2 separate regions of the Sus scrofa genome follow, and region 1 is linked to region 2. Evidence: chromatin contacts called from public Hi-C data. All regions are on one chromosome and are shown on one strand. The core of a region is the stretch at or near the end of the contact, and the rest is flanking DNA. Distances in the headings are between cores, read along the strand shown.

What was found. Hi-C and Micro-C count contacts between places; a contact is called where the count stands out from the background.
Region 1: a contact with region 2 is called in a Hi-C map of embryonic fibroblasts, with 2.0 times the contacts expected there. A contact is called at or near these places in 2 of 5 promoter capture datasets (fetal skeletal muscle and liver), 27 of 47 Hi-C or Micro-C datasets (adipocytes, adipose tissue, alveolar macrophages and 14 more) and 2 of 2 datasets of targeted methods (alveolar macrophages and skeletal muscle).

What each region holds. Positions count from the first base shown.
Region 1 is chr3:58,906,196-58,912,220 of Sscrofa11.1, forward strand. ST3GAL5 (lactosylceramide alpha-2,3-sialyltransferase) reads left to right here. Exons shown (of 7, transcript XM_021087293.1): 4 at 1-29; 5 at 4,961-5,147. Among named protein-coding and RNA genes, the nearest start is that of ST3GAL5, 46 kb to the left of the region's middle.
Region 2 is chr3:58,706,339-58,712,709 of Sscrofa11.1, forward strand. POLR1A (DNA-directed RNA polymerase I subunit RPA1) reads left to right here. Exons shown (of 34, transcript XM_005662406.3): 14 at 3,201-3,392. Among named protein-coding and RNA genes, the nearest start is that of POLR1A, 39 kb to the left of the region's middle.

The sequences.
Region 1 (6,025 bases), core at 2,741-5,240, 200 kb after region 2:
GCCCTGAACCAGTTCGACGTGGTGATAAGGTACGTTGGTTTTAAAACCAGCCTTTCTCCTCTAGATGTTAGTTGGGCAGGGCAGCCTGGAGGGGGAAGTGGGGGGCACCTTTAGGGGCTTCCTTGTTGGAGAAGTTGAAACAAAAACATGAAGCGATGGGATGCCCCAAACTGTGCAGTACTGACCCTAATCTGGTAAAAGCCTTTCCAGAGGAGGTGAGGCTTGGAAGGGTAGATCCGGGTAAGCCAACCAAGGAGAAAGCTGTGAGGGCAGGGCCCGGAAGACGATGAGAAGGTGGTGGGTCGGGGGTGGGGGAACTGAGCCAGTAGGATGCCTGGCATCTGGGAGCTGGGGGGCTTGGGGTGGGTGAGTCCTGGGAGGCAGTGCCAGCTGGGACTGAAAAGCACCCAGACCAGTTTGGACACCACATAGCAGGCTAATAAGCAGTCACCCTAGCTTCTTTTGGATTTAGCTGGCCAGAAACTGTTTTTTTTGATTATGAAAGTAAAATATGTTCATTCTTGGAGTTCCCGTTGTGCCTCAGCAGTAATGAACCCGACTAGTATCCATGAAGATGCGGGTTCAATCCCTGGCCCCGGGAATGTCCATATGCCTTGGGTGTGGCCCTAAAAAATAAATAAATAAATAAATAAATATATAAATAAATAAATAAAAAGAGCTTTAAAAAATATATATTCATTCTTGAAGATGAAAAAATTCAGAAAACTACAAGGAAGAAAATACCACTCATAGCACAAATGGCCAGCCACAGTTAATTTGCTGCCCTTTTTTCCATTTTTGTTCAATATACATACTAATCAGTACATTTATATTCTTGTATTTTACTTTTTTAACTTAGCATCAGGAGCCTTTTCTTTCTCTTTGCTTTTGAGGACCACAGCTTCAGCATATGGAAGTTCCTAGACAAGGGGTCGAATCAGAGCTGCAGTTGCCGGCCTCCACCACAGCCACAACAAAACACAGGATCGAGGCTGTACCTGTAACCTACACCACAGCTTACTGCAATGCCAGACCCTTTACCCACTGAGTGAGGCCAGGGATTGAACCCACATCCTCATGGTTACTAGTTGGGTTCATAACTGCTGAGCCACAATGGGAATTCTTAGGAACATATCTGAGGCCGCTAACTATTCTGGGGAAGACTAACTTTACTACATGCTTATTAATGTTCCCTCATATGAGGGCATCATGAGTTGTTTAGTTGTTCTCCTATTGCTGGACATCTAGAATGTTCCCAGTTTCTTTGTTATTGTGAACATGCTAGGCATATTTTCCTGTGTATGTCTTTCTGTATAGCTCTGCTTATTCCCTTGGATATAATTCCAAGAATTCCTAGAATTGTTGGCTTAAAGATAATTGAATATTTTAAGGCTCTTGATACATTAGTACATGGTTTCTGTCTTAAGGGTGTGCAAAAAACCAGAAACATGGTGAAAGTTGGTTCCTCATTAAATCTGTTCAGCAGTCGTGCCAGTTTGGTTGAAGGTAGGAGATGGTAGGGATTTAGAGGTTTAGAGGTTCCAATCAGAGCATGTGGGATGTGGGCCTGGCCTGAGATGCAGGAAGTGGAAATAGAGGCCCAAGATCAAATCTGAGAGGTAGATTGAAAACGTGTGGATTTCCTTGCGGCTCAATGGGTTTAGGATCTGATGTTGTCACTGCTATGGCTCTGGTTATAGCTGTGGTGTGTGTTCGGTCTCTGGCCTGGGAACTTCTGTGTGCCATGGGCATGGCCCAAAAAAGAGAAAAGAAAAAAGCAAAGAAAGGAGTTCCTGTCATGGTGCCATGGAAATGAATCCGACTAGGAACCATGAGGTTGCGGGTTCGATCCTTGACCTCGATCAGTGGGTTAAGGATCCGATGTGGCCATGAGCTATGGTGTGGGTTGCAGACGCAGCTCAGTTCTGATGTGGCTGTGGCTGTAGTTCTGATTAGACTCCTAGCCTGGGAATCTACATGTACTGCAGATGTGGCTCTAAAAAGCAAAAAATAAATAAATAAATTTAAAAAAAAAGAAAAAAACAAAGAAAAAGGAAGTTACAGGATTTTCTAATGGTTTGACAATGATGTCATGGGATACCAAGGTTTCTAGTCTGGAGCCTAAGACGTTAGTGGAACCGCTGTCAGAAGTGGAGTCATGGAGGAACATCTCTGATTAGCGAGGGAGAGTGACAAGATCCATCTCAGGTATTCTGAGTGAGCAAGTGATGACATGTCCACATGATGGCTTTGTTGCCAGTAGCTGTGATCTTGGGCAAGTTTCCTGCTGGCCCGTGGCTCTTTTGCTCATCTGTAAATGGAGGCAGCAATGGTCCATACCTTAAAGGGTTACTGTGAAGACAGAATGAGTTAACAGAAGTAAAGCACCTGGAGCTGTATCAGGCTTGTGGCAGATGCTCAGGGCATGTTGGCAGCTATTTGGGGGAGAATGTGTAGGAAGGTGAGGTTCAAGGAGGAGAGGGCAGGGGTGGGTAAGAGGTTTGTAGGAAAGAACCAGACTTTTGTAAGGGCCAAGAGAGAGAAGCAAGAGGTAAGAACCAAGTTTTAAGGCAGAAGGTGTGAAGTGAGGTGTTCCCGTCTCGGCTCAGTGGTTAACGAATCTGACTAGGAACTATGAGGTTTCGGGTTCGATCCCTGGCCTTGCTCAGTGGGTTAAGGATCTGCTGTTGGAGTTCCCGTCGTGGCGCAGGGGTTAACGAATCCGACTAGGAACCATGAGGTTGCGGGTTCGATTCCTGCCCTTGCTCAGTGAGTTAACGACCCGGAGATGCCGTGAGCTGTGGTGGAAGTCAAAGATGAGGCTCAGATCTTGTGTTTCTCTGGCTCTGGCTCCGATTAGACCCCTAGCCTGGGAACCTCCATATGCCGTGGGAGTGGCACAAGACATGGCAAAAAGACAAAAAAATAAATAAATAAAATAAAATAATTTAAAAAAAAAAAAAAAAAAAAAGGATCTGCTGTTGCCGTGAGCTGTGGTGTAGGTTGCAGACGTGGCTCAGATCCCGCGTTGCTGTGGCTCTGGCATAGTCTGGAGGCTACAGTTCTGATTGGACCCCTAACCTGGGAACCTCCATATGCCATGGAGCAGCCCTAGAAATGGCAAAAAAGACCAAAAAAAAAAAAAAAAAGAGGTGTGAAGTGAGGGGGTGGGAGTGGGGTCAGGACTTCCAGGGTGGTGAAGGGTGGGGTGAAGGAGGATGGAACCTGCCGTTGTCTGGGTGCTTCCTGGGGCCAGACGCTGTCACATGCTCTGGGTGTCCTCATTCCTCTGTAAAGCCATCACGCTAGCCAGTGTCAGAGACGAGGACCGTAGGGGCACAGGGGCCAGGCCAGATCCTGACATTCCAAATGCAGGATTTTGAGGCTTCCAGAACCTCCACCCTGGTTCCGTGTGAGCAGCTGAACGGTCTTCTTTGCACAAGCAGCACTGGAAGAGGCAGACAGGGTCCCCCTGCCCATCCAGTGGTGCGTGCCCGGGATACAGCGGGGAGGGAGGTGAGAACTGGGCTGCATTCTCCCTCCAGAGGAGAGCTGCAGTGCCGGAGAGGGTGGCCTTGAGCTGACCTTGGAGAATGGCGGGGTTTGGCTCTTCACGGAAGAGGCGAGCGGGGAGATCTGGCAGGAGGAGGGAGGGCCTGGGAGAGAGAAAGGGAGCTGGTGGATGGCTCGTTGCCCAGTGATGGTGGGACCAGACTGGGGAGCATGGGGTATATAGGCGCTGGAGGCCACAGAGCGCTGGGGACAGAGGAAGGGGACTTAGCCAGATTGTGATGGAGTTGAAAAACTATTGGGGGTAACTTTTAGGTCTATAGCAGTTCTTCACAAAGAAATTGCCAGAAGAGTACAAAGAACTCCCATATTCACCCTTCTCCCACATTCCCCAATTGAAAACTCTTTTATCACATTGGCTTTATAACTTTCCTCTCTTTATACATTGTTATTCTTTTCTGAACCCTTTGAGAGTTAGTCATAAATCTCAAGCTCCTCCTTGACCCTAAATACTTCCGTGTGCATTTCCTAAGAGCAAGGACATTCCATTATAGAACCACAGGGCAACATTCAGAATTAGGAAATTCACACTGATCCAATAGAGTCCTTAGTCAGACTTCAGCAGTTATCCCAGTAAGGGTCATTATTTTTAAAACAAAAAGGAAAGAAAAAGAAAATAATAACTAATCCAGGATCGTGCCTTGCCTGTAGTTGTCATGTCTAATAACATCTTTTAATAATCCAGGGGTTAGGGATCTGAGACCTGGAAAAGGAAGTGAGTGGAATGGAGAAGAAAGGTTTATACAGATATGATAATACAGGGAAAGGACCAAAGGACTTTCTTTGAGATTTCAAAACTATGCCTGGGTGAATGGTGCTGCTTTAGGAAGAATTCTTAGCATTTCCCCCAAAGCATCCACCCTGAGAGCCTTCGTTGATCTAACCATTGTAAGTGCCCCCAGTTCCTGCTTTAATTTAAAACCAGGTTGCACTTGGGCCCATTGCCTTCCTTGGCCCTAACCCTGGCCATATACGTGTGGTTTGTGTCTGTCTTGCCCTGGTGTCTAGGTCTTCTTTCCTGATTACATTTTTGAAATTCTGCAAGAACCGCTAATATCTAGGCGCAACGTAAGCTTTCAAGGAAACAGCACCAGTGCCCAGAAAACACCCACAGTGTAATATGTTTGGGTTGGCTTAAAATGACAGGACTAGATGGAATTGCTTGTCATTCAGAGATTAGATACAGGCATCCCTCGCAGAGAGCAGACACCTGAAAGGGGCAGAACTGAGGGATGATGGAGCTGGTGGGAGGGTCACCCTCCCCCCAGCCAACCACACCCTTGTTCCTTGTCCTAAAAATATGTGGGAAGCACGCTGCAGGAGTTTTGCTGCAATAAAGTGGTGAATGGCTTACATTGTCAGTTCATCTTTGTCCTTTTTACTTAAATAGGTTAAACAGTGCACCAGTTGAAGGATATTCAGAGCATGTTGGAAATAAAACTACTATAAGGATGACTTACCCAGAGGGGGCACCACTGTCTGACCTTGAATATTATTCCAATGACTTGTTTGTTGCTGTTTTATTTAAGAGTGTTGACTTCAACTGGCTTCAGGCAATGGTCAAAAACGAAACCCTGGTAAGCACGAGCCGTTCAGCTCTCAAACATGCCTTTGTACAAAGGGAAGGGGTCTCTGATTGGCGTTAACAGGTTTTTGATTTTTAAACTGACATGCGTACTTTTGTGTTGGCTTTCAAATAACCTCTCCCTTTACAGAAGCCCCTCAGGACTCCTCCTGGGAATTGCCTTCAGGATGTGATGGAGTCACACGTGCAAATTGGGATCATTACTCAGTGTAAATAACAAGCTTGGGACCAAAACTGCTGTTTTTTGAGCTTGATCCCCCACCTTATTCCCTAGACTTGAATCTCTATGGCTTCTGGCTATTTTCAGAGATGAGATGTATGTGTGCAAATAGAAAGCATTATTGAGACTGTTCGGAAGAATATACATAAGTTCTCTGAGGAGTATTTTCAAAGAGGTTCTCCCAGAATTCCTTGATTGGTAGTGTTGTTGTTGGAGTCAGTTTGCAGTGTTCCGGAGGGGCAGGTGTGGAGGAGATGGCACTTACTTGGTCCTGTTTTTTTTTTTTTTTTTTTGTCTTTACAGTAATTTATCACCTTACTTTAAAGTAATCACCTGGAGTTCCCGTCGTGGCTCAGTGGTTAACGAATCTGACCAGGAACCTTGAGGTTGCGGGTTCGATCCCTGGCCTTGCTCAGTCGGTTAAGGATCCGGCATTGCCATGAGCTGTGGTGTAGGTCAGAGACGCAGCTCGGATCCCAAGTTGCTGTGGCTCTAGTGTAGGCCGGCGGATGTGGCCCTGATTTGACCCCTAGCCTGGGAACCTCCATATGCCGTGAGAGCGGCCCAAGAAATGGCAAAAAGACAAAAATAAATAAATAAATAAAGTGATCACCTTACTCCCCCACCCCTCCACCCATTATATTGAACTA
Region 2 (6,371 bases), core at 1,788-4,287:
TGGGTTCGATCCTTGGCCGGGGAGCTTCTGTGTACCACTGGTACAGCCAAAAAACAATTTTTTTTACTATAATTAGAAGAAATAATTAGAAGGAAGTAATTTGACTAATTTGAAAATTGGTCTTTGGTAGGTGTGATGGCAATAAAAGCCACCATCCACTGAGCATCCCGTGCCTCAGGCACTGCTCTGAGCAGTTTGTAAACATCCTCTCACTCAGTCTTCCTAAGAGCCTTAGAAGTATGGTGCAATTTTTAGATGAGGAAACACAGGTGACTTGCCAGCCAGGGCTGAGGCCAGGATGGGAACCCAAGAGCTGTGACCCCCAAGTCTGTGTGCTCAGCCTTGTGTGTTCTCAGCCCCCTTGACAGGCAGGGCTGGGGCTGGGTGAGGACAGGTGGCAGTAAGTGGCTCCCCGGGCTGAAGTGCTTTCAGGCTCTCTAAAGACAGTGTCACATGTCACCCCAGGGACACTAGCATCAGTTGGTGTGTTTTTTGCTGGCAGAGTGACCCCTGGAGCTGGGCTACTTTGAAGTTCTCAGACCAGTGAACTTGAATGTCCTGTACTTAATTTCGATTAAATAGGTAGCAAAGGGGACTTGATGTTTGCACCATGTCCTGCCAAGGGCTGGCCCATTTAAATCCAAATGCCCCTCATCGCAGGCTCTCCTGCCTGTAAGTTTTAGGTCAGGTGACAGGCAGAGCACAGGTATATAAGCTTAAGTCAGTAAACTAGTTTCTTTAAAAAAACAAAAACAAAACAAAACAAAAAAACAACTTTTGGGGGCTAACAGGAGGGTTTGCTTTACTTTCATTTTCTTTTGTCAGAGGTAAGGAGCTTTTGATTCTCAATAAAGTCTGATAGTCCTCAGCGTAAATACCAAGAGGTAAAATCCTTATTTTTGCTAATGGTTGTGAAAATTACCTCAGACATATACTTTGGTGGCAAAGTCTGAAAAGGACAAGAGTTGGTTTTCCTAAACTAGGAAAATGGCGTTTTCTGGTAATTTTTCTTGGTGTATCTTTATTTCCCTTTGTTTCCATTTCTCTTGGTTCATTAGTCCACTTCCCTGGTTCCAGCTTCTCTTCCTTGACTAATCATAGTACCCAATTTAAGTTAATTTTATTGCTGGTTGTATGGATTTAATAGAGTTGTGGGTTGTTTTCTTACTTAAAGTAAGAGGTGAATGGAACTTCATTTGTTTCTTTTCCAAGAAAATAGTTCCACTTTTCATTTACATATTGCTTTGTGGGTTTGTTTTTTTTTTCCTTCTGTTTGTTGTATTTACTGAGGGCCAAAGCTTTGTGCAAGTTTGTTTTTTTTTTAACAAGTCTCAAGACACAGTATCCTGACTTTGACGTAGTCAGCTAGAAAATGCAAGTCACGGAATACTCTAAATAAGCATCCTGACCAAAAACATCAATTATAATGTCATTTTACTGTGATATTAAGTGGAATAGGATAGCTGACAATTATCTGGGTTTTTGATTCAGAGCTGGTCTTTCTGATCTCAAGCAGATTTGGGGAATTCAGAATTATAAGTGGACCCTTTGTAAATTGCTTTAATCAGCATCCCTCCCTCAAATTCATGATTATTGCATTGAAAGCAATTTAGCTGTTAAAGTAATTTTCTAGTCATGGAAAAATCTGGATGGAGGGAGAAGGCGCTGACTAGACCCCGTAACTTGTAATTATGTTCTTTAAGGGAGGAAAACAAAAGGGAAAATCTATATAATCTGTATCACAGTCCCCAAAGACTGTGGGATAAAGTCAGATCCCTAATACTGTTTTGAATTTCTCCCCTAAGCAAAAATAAGACCTTGTCTTTGGAACAAGATGCAGAGTATAGTTTTGTTTTGTTTTTTTTAATTTATGTTCATAACTCAGTCTTCAGAGAGGGCTGCATGCACCACCCAAACTTGCCTTCCGTCTGCAGCATTTATTCAGCTCACCTGTAATAATTATCTTTGTGTTTACACAAAGCCCATTGCTATGGTATTTGGGCTGTTTGACAGGCATTCCTTTCAGCCTTCGACTTAGTGCATGTGATTAACTTGCCGGCACTTCTCCATGGCTGCATTTGTGAGTTCCTTAGTTAGGGAACACAGCCGTAATATTGGATAGTATTTAACTGATAAGCAAAGGATGGCAATCTTTAGATCCAAGGCACAAATTTTTCTCAAGTTCCTGTAAACATAGAAAAGTTTGCTCAAACAACTTCTTACCAACTGTCAGTGAGCGAGGCTGTTTTTACTTTAGTGTGCCTTATGGTGCCATGAATGCAGACCTACAGGTTAGGTGCCAGAGACCAGAGATCAGAAAGGCTGTGTGAAGTGGCAGATGAAGTGAATGTACCCATGCAAATGGGGTTTTTGTAAAAGCCCTTGTTTGGGGGCATCTGCCGTGAGCGCGTCCTAGGACTGTATTCTTGCATTCTTCCCTCCTTCGGTCATGCACATCAAAGCCCTCTCGGGACCCTCTTGAGGAACCTCTGCCTGGAGCCCTCCCTCCCTGCACTGGCCAACTCTGAGTCACCCCTCAGGCCTGGCTGCAGTACCGCCCCTTTGAGAGACCATTCCTGCCCATGTCCACACCCCACATCTCTGTGATGACCCATCCTTTTCTTTTCCTCCATGGTGCTTAAACGTCTTTATGATGAGGTGTTTATCCAGTCATTTGTTTACTGCCTCGCTCTTCCTGCTGGAGTGCATTGAAGATATCACCCAGTGCCTTGGCGTGCAGTGGGCTCTCAATAAATATTTGTTGAATGGATGACTGATTTAGAGAAGAACCAGGTCAGAAATGTGTGAAAAATACCACAGCATAAAACCAAAATATAAAAACAGGAACACAGCTAACGGCAGCCAGACCAAATTGATGCATAAATGCCAGAAATATGCCAGAGTAACTAGAAGCAGATGGGATTATGGAGAAAGGGCTAGCAGGCCTAGATGCGTTTGAAGCAGCTTTGATACAGACCAGTGGGCAGAAGGCAAAGGTGGAAGCAGGTCAGGAAGCCCTGGTCATGTGCTCTGGGAGGCACTTTGCTCTCAAGACAGGAGGCCCAAGCGCCCGCCTGGTGCAGCTGTGAGGCAGGACAGGACTGGGATATGGGGCGGGGGGGGGCGCTATCGTGATTAGGAATTAGAATGCGACTTAGATTTTTTTTCTTTGTTCCTCTCTTTTCTATTTTGGTTTGTAGGATGGCCAACCACTGGCAGGATTGATCCAAGATCACATGGTTTCAGGGGCAAACATGACCATCCGAGGCTGCTTTTTCACTCGGGAGCAGTATATGGAGCTGGTGTACCGGGGACTCACAGACAAAGTAGGGCGCGTGAAGCTCTTTCCTCCCGCCATCCTGAAGCCCTTTCCACTGTGGACAGGAAAGCAGGTAATGGGGAGAAAACAAATGGTGGCAATAAAAAAAAAGGAATGAAAAGGTTCCGTTTCACTCAGTGAAAAGGTTCCGTTCCTGGGAGAGCCCAGGCCAAAAGGAGAGAAATGGCTAATCAAACAGTAGTCTGATGTTCTCTTTGATAGGGTTTTTGGATGTGGATGGTTTCAAGGGGTTGTCTACTAAGCATGGGCTGCATAGTTTCTGTCCCTCACTTCTCTCTTTAACTTGATGTCCTCGAAATCCAGATAATGGTAGTAATTGGCAGTGGTGCTGGGTGGTAGCAGTAGTTATATTTGTTGGGAGCACTTCAAATGTGGTATCTTACTTGGGAGTTCCCGTTGTGGCCCAGCAGATTAAGAACCTGACATAGTGTCCGAGACGTTGCGGGTTTGATCCCTGGCCTCGCTCAGTGGGTTAAGCATCTGGTGTTGCTGCAAGCCACAGTACAGGTCATAGATGCAGCTCGGATCTGTCATGGCTGTGGCTGTGGTATTCGTCTGCAGCTGTAGCTCATGTTCGACCCCTAGCCTGGAAACTTCCATATGCCACAGGTGAAGCCCTAAAAAGCAGAAAACAAAACAAAACCAAATAGGGCTACTATGAACATCCTTGTGTGTGTCTTTTGTTGAACATATGTATGCATCTTAAGGGGCGAATACCAAGAAATCAAATTGCCGAGTCTTAAATCTATCTTCAACTGTAATTGTTCAGTACAGTTTTCCAGTTGCAGCTTGCATCTCTACCTGCAGGGCATGATGGGTCTCTCCGTGTTCTCAGCAGAGCTTTGTATTATTGTCTCATTGTGCTTGGGTGTTTTTGTTTTATCCCATCTGTGTCGTTTCAGCCTTTGAAATGGGTGTGTAGTGGCATCTTATTGTGGTTTTAATTTGCCTTCCCTTAATGACAAGTGAGATTGAGCACCTCTTCGTATCCTTAGGGTCCCTGGGATCTCATCTTTTGGGAAGTGCCTGCTCAAGTATTGGGCTTGTTTCTATTCTATGCCATTTTCTTATCCTTAGGTAAGAGTTTTAGAAACATATTGTAGGGCTGAGTCCATTGCCAGATTATAGTGTTATGAATACCATCTATTTGTTGGCTAGCCTTTTCCCCCTTAATGCTGTTTTCTAATGATCAGAAATTCTTTTAATTTATGTAAAATAATTCACCAGGCTTTGCCTTTTATGGCTAGTCCTGTATAAAAATTATTTGCGCCAAGGTCATTAAGATATTTACGTTATTGTTAAGTTGCTTTATTGTTTTACCTTTCATACTTAGATCTGCTCTCTGCCTGGAGTTGATTTTTGTGGGTATTGTTGATGTCAGGATTCATTTTTTTTCCTATATGACTATCCAGCTGATACAACCTCATTTGTTGAAAAGATTGTCCTCTTTCTATTGCTCTTTAGTCTCTCTTGTGTCGTAAATCAACTGATTGGTATATGTGTGGGTCTTTTGTGGGGGTTTTGTTTTTTTGATCTTTTTTTTCTTTTTTCTGTGTTTTTTTAATGTTTATTATAGTTGATTTACAGTGTTCTTTCAATTTCTCTACAGCAAAGCGACCCAGTTATATATGCATATACATTCTTCTTTTCGTATTATTTTCTATCATGTTCTCTCACAAGTGATTAGATATAGTTCCCTGTGCTATACGGCAGGACCTCATTGCTTATCCATTTCAAATGCAATAATTTGCATCTACTAACCCCAAACTCCCAGGCCATCCCACTCCCTCCCCCTTCCCCTTGGCAACCACAAGTCTGTTCTCTCTGTCCAAGTCTTTGTTTCTGTTTTGTAGATAAGCTCATTTGTGCCATATTTTATTCCCCATACAAGTGATATCATATGGTATTTGTCTTTCTCTTTCTGAATGATTTCACTTAGTGCAAGAATGTCTAGTTGCATCCATGTTGGCTGCAGATGGCACTATTTTGTTCCTTTTTATGGCTGAGTGGTATTCTATTGTATATATGTACCACATCTTAATCCATTCATCTGTCAGTGGACATTTAGGTTGTTTCTATGTCTTGGCTATTGTGAATAGTGCTGCAGTGAACATCGGGGTAGATGTATCTTTCTGAATGAAAGTTTTGTCCAGATAGATGCCCAGGAGTGAGATTTCTAGGTCATATGGTAGTTCTATATTTAGTTTTCTCCATACTGTTTTCCATAGTGGTTGTACCAATTTACATTTCCACCAACAGTGTAGGAGGGGATTCCCTTTTCTCCACACCGTCTCCAGCATTTGTTATTTGTAGACTTATTCATAATAGCCATTCTGACTGGTGTGAGGTGGTACCTCATTGTAGTTTTGATTTGCATTTCTCTAATAGTGATGTTGAGTGTTTTTTTCATGTGCCTGTTGGCCATCCATATGTCTTCTTTGGATAAGTGTCTATTCAGGGCTTCTGCCCATTTTTCAATGGTTTTTTTTTGTTTTGTTTTGTTTTTGTTTTTGTTTTTGTTTTTGTTTTTGCTGTTGAGTTGTAAGAGTTGTTAGGTATATTTTGGAGATTAAGCCCTTTACTTGGTTGCATCATTCGCAGCTATTTTCTCTCATTCTGTAGGTTGTCTTTTTGTTGTGGTTCTTTTTTATGGCTTCCTTTGCTGTGCAAAAGCTTATAAGTTTGATTTTGTCCCAATTTTTATTTTTGTTTTTAATTGTATTGCCTTGGGTGACTGGCCTCAGAAAACGTTTGTGCAATATATGTCAGAAAATGTTTTGCCTGTGTTCTCTTCTAGGAATTTTATGGTGTCTTGTCTTATATTTAAGTCTTTCAGCCATTTTGAGTTTATTTTTTTGCATGGTGTGAGGGTGTGTTCTAGTTTCAATGATTTGCATGCAGCTGTCCAGTTTTCCCAGCAGCACTTGCTGAAGAGACTGTCTTTTTCCCATTTTATATTCTTGCCGCCTTTGTCAAAGATTACTTGACCATGGGTTTCTGGGTTTATTTCTGGGTTCTCTGTACTGTTCCA